Regions from separate parts of the Mus musculus genome. Here region 1 is linked to region 2. Evidence: chromatin contacts called from public Hi-C data. All regions are on one chromosome and are shown on one strand. Each heading gives the region's core, a stretch centred on a gene start, on an enhancer-like site or on the middle of the called end of the contact. The rest is flanking DNA. Distances are from core to core; before and after follow the strand shown.

Region 1 (3,671 bases), core at 794-3,293, 130 kb before region 2:
GCTTTGTTCAGGCCATTGCACTGGAATTTCCCTCTACTTATCTTCTATAAATGCCTTACTATTTCTGTCTTGTTCCTATTTTGATCCTAGACTAATATCTCTTTCTCTCTCATACACACAAACACATACATATATTATATATATGTGTGTATACACATATACATATATGTATATAAACTATATATACATTAGCTGTATAGAATATTTTTTAATTAATTAATGATCACCAGAGGCTGAGGGAGTTCGAGGTGGTAACAGCTAAACAATACAGAATGTCTATTGAAGGTGATTTAAAAAAAAACATTTTTTGTTGTTGTTAGTGTATGGTTTATTGTTTTTCATTGCTTTCACAGAGCTGCCCAGCCATCACTAGGCTATCCACAAAAGTCGTCCTGCCATTAGTAGTGACAATTTCAAATCATTTTCATCATTCTTACACAGCTACTATAATACCAGAGAGGATGGAGTCTGAGTCAGTAATTTTAAAAAGTGGGCAAGGAATAAAGTTCAGAAGCATGGGTTAAGTGCTAGAATGCAATTTGTAGGCAATTTTGGGTAATAATATAGCTAATGCCCTCATTTTCCCCAAAATGAACCAAGTAAATGATAATAAATTGAATACCTTAAGTCATGGTCAACTTGCTTTTTGCAGGGCACATGTCATGATTTTAGAATAGTTTTGATTGCTGCCAAATTCTTGTTTCAATTAATTAATCTAATCCCCTTTTCAGGCTTGCTCCTTCCACTCAGTGTTTCTCTCATCTGCCTTCCTGAAATCAGGGGGAATTCTAAGATGCTACTGGGAGTGTCTCCACAAATTCCTTGACAGATTTTTTTATAATTGCACTTTTTTTTTCTTTTTATTTTTTTTTCTTCCAAGTTCCTCTCTCCGCCTCCTCATCCACTCCTCTTCCAGTTTCCCTTCAGAGATGAGTATGATCCCTAGGGATATGAACCAACCATGAGGGTGTAACAAGTTGCAGTAAGACTAGTTATGTCCTCTTCTATTAAGGCTGGACTAAGCAACCCAGTAAGAAGAGATGGCCAGTTCAGGTTCCCCCACTGCTAGATGTCTTAGCTAGGGTCACCTTCAACCTATAATTGCATTTTATGTTGTTTGCTGCATGTGTCTTAGCATCCTTCTGTCAGTCGGAGGAAGGGTGTCTACCTCCTCCTCACTCCTGAGATAGCAGTGGGAATGAAGTTATGTGAAAGTGCTACATCGGAGTCAAGATTATGAGGACTGATCAAAAATTAAATTGAAATTAAATTGTAGAGAGTTCAGTGCTATAATGGAGGGGGGTAGAGAGGAGAGACAAAAGAAGGGGAGGGGAAGGGAAGGAGAAAGGAAGGGAAGAGGAAGGGGAAGGGGGAGGGGGAGGGGGAGGGGAGGAGGAGGGGGGAAGGGGAGGGAAATCAGCAATGGCCTCAGGGTACCATCATCTGTGGTTGAGAAAAAAAAAGTGCCCCTGAGTTCCGAAAGACTCTGTGGGAGAGGCAGCAAATGGTCCCTCTCTTAATAATTCTACGCACAGAACTTCAGAAGGTCCCCATGGTAAACATACTGGGTAGCTAGTGGAGAAACGTGGAGCATGATGAACTAATTACATAATTATCAGAAAATATTAAAGCAAACAGCAAATCTGAGGGGCCTAGCTATTCACAGGAGTGACTTCTCACAGGGTGACCCCACACACACATCTGAACAATAAAAGGAGAGCTTGCTCTGCTGCAGCAGGGAACTAAATAGTTCATGTTTCATTGCCAAGTTCATTTAAATGCACTCCTCTGAGCAATTTTAAAGCTCCTGGAGTTTTAACTGTGATATTTCATTTCAACTCGCCAGATTTTTAAAGTATAAACACGAGAAGCATATTTCTCTATGACTCATAATCTCAGGTTCGAAATGTGCAGGTAGAGCCTAGGGGCCACTCAGGCTGGTACAGAAGCAGCAGCCAGTGTTTCCACCCTGAGTCTAGCCTGACTGTACTGTCCTCCCTCCGAATGAGATGAGCCAGTTGTTAACGTTGAAATCTCACACACAGAGTGGGCTGCTGTCCTGTTTTCCTTCAATGGCTGCTTCTCAGCAGGAACCCAGACACACTGGAAGCCTCCTTGGCTCTGAGTGACTTTCTGTAGGAAGCCTCCAAAAAAAAAAAAAAAAAAAAAGGGGGTGTGGGATTGTGAAGAAGCCTTTTGGAAGAGATGTGAAGGCTCCCATTGTGTGAGACAAGAAAACAGGCCAATGTTTGAGAGTGGGCTGCTAATGTTTTTCCAAATTATGGGAGCAAAATGCACCCGGCCAACATGAAAGCCCAGCTGTGTCCTCGAAGCTCAGTGCCTGCAGAGAGCTGAGCCAAATTTCTATAGCTTTGTGGGAAATCACAGCCGTCCAACATTTGGGATTAAAATTACTTACAGTTTTATAAAATATGTATCATGGTATATGTAAATCACCCTGAGCCCAGCCACTCTTGGCCAAAGACTCCAGTGAAAGAAGCCTTTCACTGATTAGAAATGATGATGGCTGACAACATTTGGAGAGATCCATCCATGATTGCCCATTCCCACTTCCTCATGCACATATCACATTCTGTAAGCCAACTGTGTACCCACTACACAATCAACCCAGACCTCTGCCTTGTTTAGGAGAGCCTCTGAGGAGGAGGGGATCATCAGATGGCAAATACCAATCATCACACTCAGGAATAACTGACAGCTCAGTTTTCTGGTATTCCTCATCGCCTATCCCTCCCCAACCCCCACATTCGGATTCAGGACAAGCCTATGTTACAAGGCTTCATTGCTCCCTGACACACGGGGATGTAGCTGCTTGGCTACTCCAACCAAACTCAGCCCCATCCTGGCCTCTGCACATACACATGGCCTCTAGTTACTCAAACCACTGCCCTAGTCACATGGAATTGCGGTCCCTACTCTGATATTTGGCAGTTGTACAATTCTACAAGTCATGTTCATTACATCCAATTAGAAGTTAAAGACTCTTACTTAGCTATAAGACCAACATGAGACACTTCAATGGCTAAAGTTCTTTTTTATGGGTAGTAGCTCAAATATTAGAATTGAATATATGAACAAATCCCTGCTATGACTGTGGTCTGTCTTTTCAACTAATTATCATTGGTGACATGAACTATATTTTAGACTCCGTTGCCTTTATAGTTTGACCGAAGCACACAACACTGTGGATTGTAGACATTTAACATATAGTGTATGAACAAATAAACAAGAATGTGTTCAGACAGTTCTAGTAATGGCCCATCAGGAATGTTTCTGTTGAGAACATACACTGTCGGAAAACACAAATTGTATTTCCTGGATGTCTTAGGACATAACCAACAACTTTCAGAAAACCTCGATCCTTCCAAACTATGAGCTCTAGTCTTTACACAGAGGAGCTGAGGGAGATGTGGAGAAACAAGACTACTAAGAGGAATCTAGACAACAGGAGGGTAATGGTCTGGGATCTCCTTGTAAGACTGACATTCTGCATGGTTATTGATGTGGTTAAATAGTTTCCATTGTGACTAGCAGCCACAAAAAGTCATGGGAATAAAGTACCAGATTGAAAGAAGTCTAGTGCGGGTAGAGAACACGAGTCTTCAAGATGAAAAGATTTGTTCATGTAGAGCCCAGAGATTACAAATACT
Region 2 (4,032 bases), core at 1,225-3,724:
AAAGGGAGACTTGGAGGCTGATGGGGAGGTGAGCTGAGAGCAATGAAATCAGGAGGCTGGAAGAAGAGTTTAAGCAGCCCTTGTTAGATACCACCCATGCTCACTGTGCCTTGCCTAAGTCAGTCTAGATGGCTGTCACTCAGGGTGCACTGAATAGTGTTAAAACAGGAAGCCCCTTTCCTCAGGGCCCACAGCTTGTAATTTATTGGGAAGAACCTCTTTCTCACTGATAATGTCTCTGTAAATAGACACAGGAAATTTCCTATAAAAAGTCAGCCAGTCTCAATCACATTCCTCATCTATTGCCTCCCACTTCATTGCTTAATACAGGCGTAGGGAGGGCTGTCTCAACTACTCGGTTACAGCCAGGCATAGGCACACTTTTAAAATAGTCTATATGTCAAGTCAAGGGAGTGAATGACAGAGGAAACCTGGTCCATGTGTGCATTGGCGCAGAGCTGTGCATCTGGCTTTAAACCCCTTGCTTTGCACTAGGATCTGTTTGTCCATTAAAGGGGGATGACGAGGCACACACACCCAGCATATTCCACAGCAGACCACACTGGTGAAATGCGTTCAACATCTATTTAGGACAAACTGCGCCTTCTTCCACCGGATGGTAGCGTCCAAGCAAATCTTATTTCAATTTCATGCAATTCATTAATGCCACAGCAAAAGGCCATTAAGTATTTCCAGGACTCTTTAGACTGTTATACTTGGTTGAAGATTAATCTAAATATGGAATCTAAATTTAAACACGCAGAAGCATGCCTATCTCGTCTTTCTCGGGCGTCAATTTCCACGATTCCATTGACAATACTGCGTTTTTAAAAATATCTGCTCTTTTTTGGTGTGTTTTCTGATGCAAGCTCTTCAGAAAGCAGGAAAAAAAATAATAACGTAGGATCAAAGAGTCTTAAAAACCGGTAATAGAAATTCCATAGTGACTCTGCAGCACCATCTAGTGTCTCGGGAGGTTATGACACTCTTTCTGGCAAGGCAGATCTTCATTGATGCTCCCGGAATGCTGATGAGAAAAATCCCACCACCCCTTTCCATCTCGTCAATTAAACCCTAATTTAATTAAACCTGTACAAGGCCAACTGCCATCAATTTGTTAAATCCTATAATTTCCCAAACTCCTCTACTTTGAAAAATCATTAAACCATTAAAATACAGCTGGGAAGACCTGGAGAATCTCTGACTGCGGTTTTAAGGACAAAGTGAAATTTGGCTCTGGGCACTATCTCTAATCATATTATGTTAGAGGGTATTTCAAAATAGTTCTGGGGGTAAATTTTTATTAAATATGGGGAGATTGTGAATGGTCAACCAAGCAAGAGTTGTTTGTTTGTTTGTTTGTTGTTAGACAGGGTCTCATTTTGTACCTGGCTGACCCAGAACTCATTATGCAAACCAGGCTGGCCTTGAGCTCACAGACATCTTCCTGTCTCTGTTTCCCAGATGATGAAATTAAAGGCTTATGCTTCCTCATGCTAGGAACTAGTTGCAAAAAAAACACTTTCAACCAACATATTGTGTTTTGGTTGTGGGGTAATATAGACTAAGAAGCTCAAAGACGGGGGAAACACACATACCCCCTATTTTGTTCTGTGATTTCCCCCACGCCTTTAAACTTTATTTTTCTTTTTTATGTAAGCAGGATGTCCCATTCAGAGAATGGTGACCTCTGAATTAATGTCATAGATTTGTAGTAAAAGGGATAGATGCTAGTCATGTATGATTATAAATCAAAGATGTTGTTCTGGGGTCAGTGACACAGAGGGCACATAGGACCACTCTGATGAGGGAACGGAGTTTCACTGTGGTGGGAGCCCAGAGCTCTGCTGCCATCTGCTGGTCCAGCATGCATGACACATGTGATCCATCTTTCCTTAGAACTAGTCTCATTTTAGGTCACAGCTCACCTTGGGCATACACGAACCTGTCAGCCCTCTCTTTGTATTCTGATTCATCTTAGCTGCAGGCATCCCACAAACTGGCAGACACGCAGAGAAACATTGAGAGCACAGGTGGAGGGCGGGACGGACCTAGTGCCCTATTTAAACTGATGGATACATTTAAATGAAATATACACGAGTTAGGGAAGGATGTACCGAGCGAACCCGTGGTAAATTTCAGATCATTATTTGATGCCGCTACTTCGCCGTTTGTCTTCTTTGCCCTCGCGCGGTAAACCAATGTGCCCTTTGCAGTTTGACATGAATATGGTTTATTTTAGCTAAAAATCCAAGCCGGCCCTAGTCACTCTCGCTGTGAGCATTTTCAGGCTCTCCTTGCAATCCCAAGAGTACAGAAAATAAATTTGACACAATGTTTCTTTTGTCTTCCCCCACCCCCCACGCCTCTGGCCAATTGATTCGGAGCTCTGTTTCTGTCTTGCCACTGCTGCCTCCAGGTCGAGCTGAGATTTCCGTAGCTTGTTAAGCTAATTTGGGTGCTGAGCAAGGACAAGTCCAGAAAGCAGATTCACAAAGCAGAGACTCACAGAAGCGGGGCTGTTGTGCTATGCTGTTTAGAAGCTGGCAAACGTGCCCTGGATCCTCCTCAAAACATCCGGCTGAGACAATGCAGTTTCGGGCTCACAGCATTGTTCCTGGAGAGACCTGAAGATCCCTGGAGGCTCCGGAAGCCATGCAAGGAGCGACCCCAGGGGAGCTGTGGTTCCCAGGCCTCAGAGGTGAAAGACAGTGGCTTGCAAATGCAGCGCCTCAGAGGTGAAAGAGACAGTGGCTTGCAAATGCAGCAACAGCATCCCATGAGTGCAGGGGAGCGCTCTGGGTGGAGCAGAACAGTAAAGTTCATAAATTCAGCACGTCAGAGCAGCCTGTCTCCCCTATTTACTCTGCAAGTCCGTGACATCGCGAGCGCTCGCTACTTTACTTTGTCTTAATGCTGGCGCGTTAACCTCTGAACGGTGACTTTCCAGCCACTAGCCTGGAGGCTGTAAGGTGCTTCTGTGCCTATTTTTAGCCTCTTTTCCGCGAAGAAAAGAGAAAATAATAATGTCTCGTTCCGGGGATCCTTCTCAAGCATGCACAGGATCCAGGAGGCAACAGTAACATCCCTAAGGAGCCAGTCTCAGAAGCAGGTGTGGGGCGCCCTCTCTCTGTTATCAGAGAGGGTGCCGGAAAGCAGCTGGGCCACAGCGGGGCACTGGGCAGGATCGCTACGAGGAATTCAATAAGGTTGGCTGCAGAGTTTCAGAGAGCAAAGTGGGGGAGGGGAACTCTGAGTGTGCTGTGCCTGTTCCCTTTGGGCTCCTCTGCCCACTGTGCTGTCTCAGAGGGACAAAATCAAGCACAAAAGAGCCCTAGAAATGTGTCATGTGGGCCACACCCCCAAACCCCCGACCCCGTTCATTTCTGAACAGAATTATCAGAGCAGATGACCTTTTTCTAAAATGGTGCTTCTGAAATGAGTCTATCCTTTGTTTTGTTATCAGAATCATACGATGTGAAATTAGAGAAATGTGTGAACGCAAAAGGATTCTAGATGAAACCCACCCAGAGCAGTATTTTCTGTATTTTGCATTTTTCACGTAAACTCCTTGATTATGTACATATACATGTATGAGGAATGTTGATGCATGGGCTGTGTCTATATTTTTTCATAAAGCATCTCACATATTACCTTTAAATGGCTGCCATTTCTTATGGAGTAGTGTGCATGTGTGAATGTGTATGTGTAGATAATATTTAGATATAAGGATAATAAGTTTATCTATATTTTAATATTGGTCTATATTCATATTTTTCTGGGCTCCGTTCTCAGCAGTAGAAATGATAGCACCTGTATTAATACCATAATGGTTAATATGTGTATGTGTATATGAATATATATACACATACTTACATGTGTGTATATATGTATATAGATGTGTGTGTTCTGTATGTGTGAGTGTGTTGTATATGTATAATCAAAATGCTTTCACAAAATGAATGGAGTAAGCATGGTGATACAAGCCTCGTGGTAATTCCAGGACTCACCCAGTTAAGAGAAGTGAATGCC

Evidence for each region. Hi-C and Micro-C count contacts between places; a contact is called where the count stands out from the background.
Region 1: a Hi-C map of cerebral cortex shows a contact between it and region 2, with 2.3 times the contacts expected there. The contact joins the enhancer-like site here to the promoter of 6530411M01Rik in region 2. A contact is called at or near these places in 5 of 484 Hi-C or Micro-C datasets (cerebral cortex, cortical neurons and nephron progenitors), 3 of 115 datasets of contacts at active chromatin or transcription factors (embryonic stem cells and stem cell-derived neural progenitor cells) and 1 of 9 other capture datasets (embryonic stem cells).

What each region holds. Positions count from the first base shown.
Region 1 is chr17:9,299,768-9,303,438 of GRCm38.p6, reverse strand. No RefSeq gene overlaps it. Among named protein-coding and RNA genes, the nearest start is that of 6530411M01Rik, 130 kb to the right of the region's middle. Within about 2 kb of position 2,043, at least 21 of the 459 cell types and tissues checked have an H3K27ac peak or open chromatin away from gene starts, as enhancers often do. A contact at or near this core is called in cerebral cortex and cortical neurons, where this site is marked.
Region 2 is chr17:9,166,464-9,170,495 of GRCm38.p6, reverse strand. It overlaps 6530411M01Rik (RIKEN cDNA 6530411M01 gene), which reads left to right and starts at 2,474. Exons shown (of 3, transcript NR_027881.1): 1 at 2,474-3,209. It overlaps Gm52287 (a long non-coding RNA gene), which reads right to left. Exons shown (of 2, transcript XR_003952250.1): 2 at 621-4,032.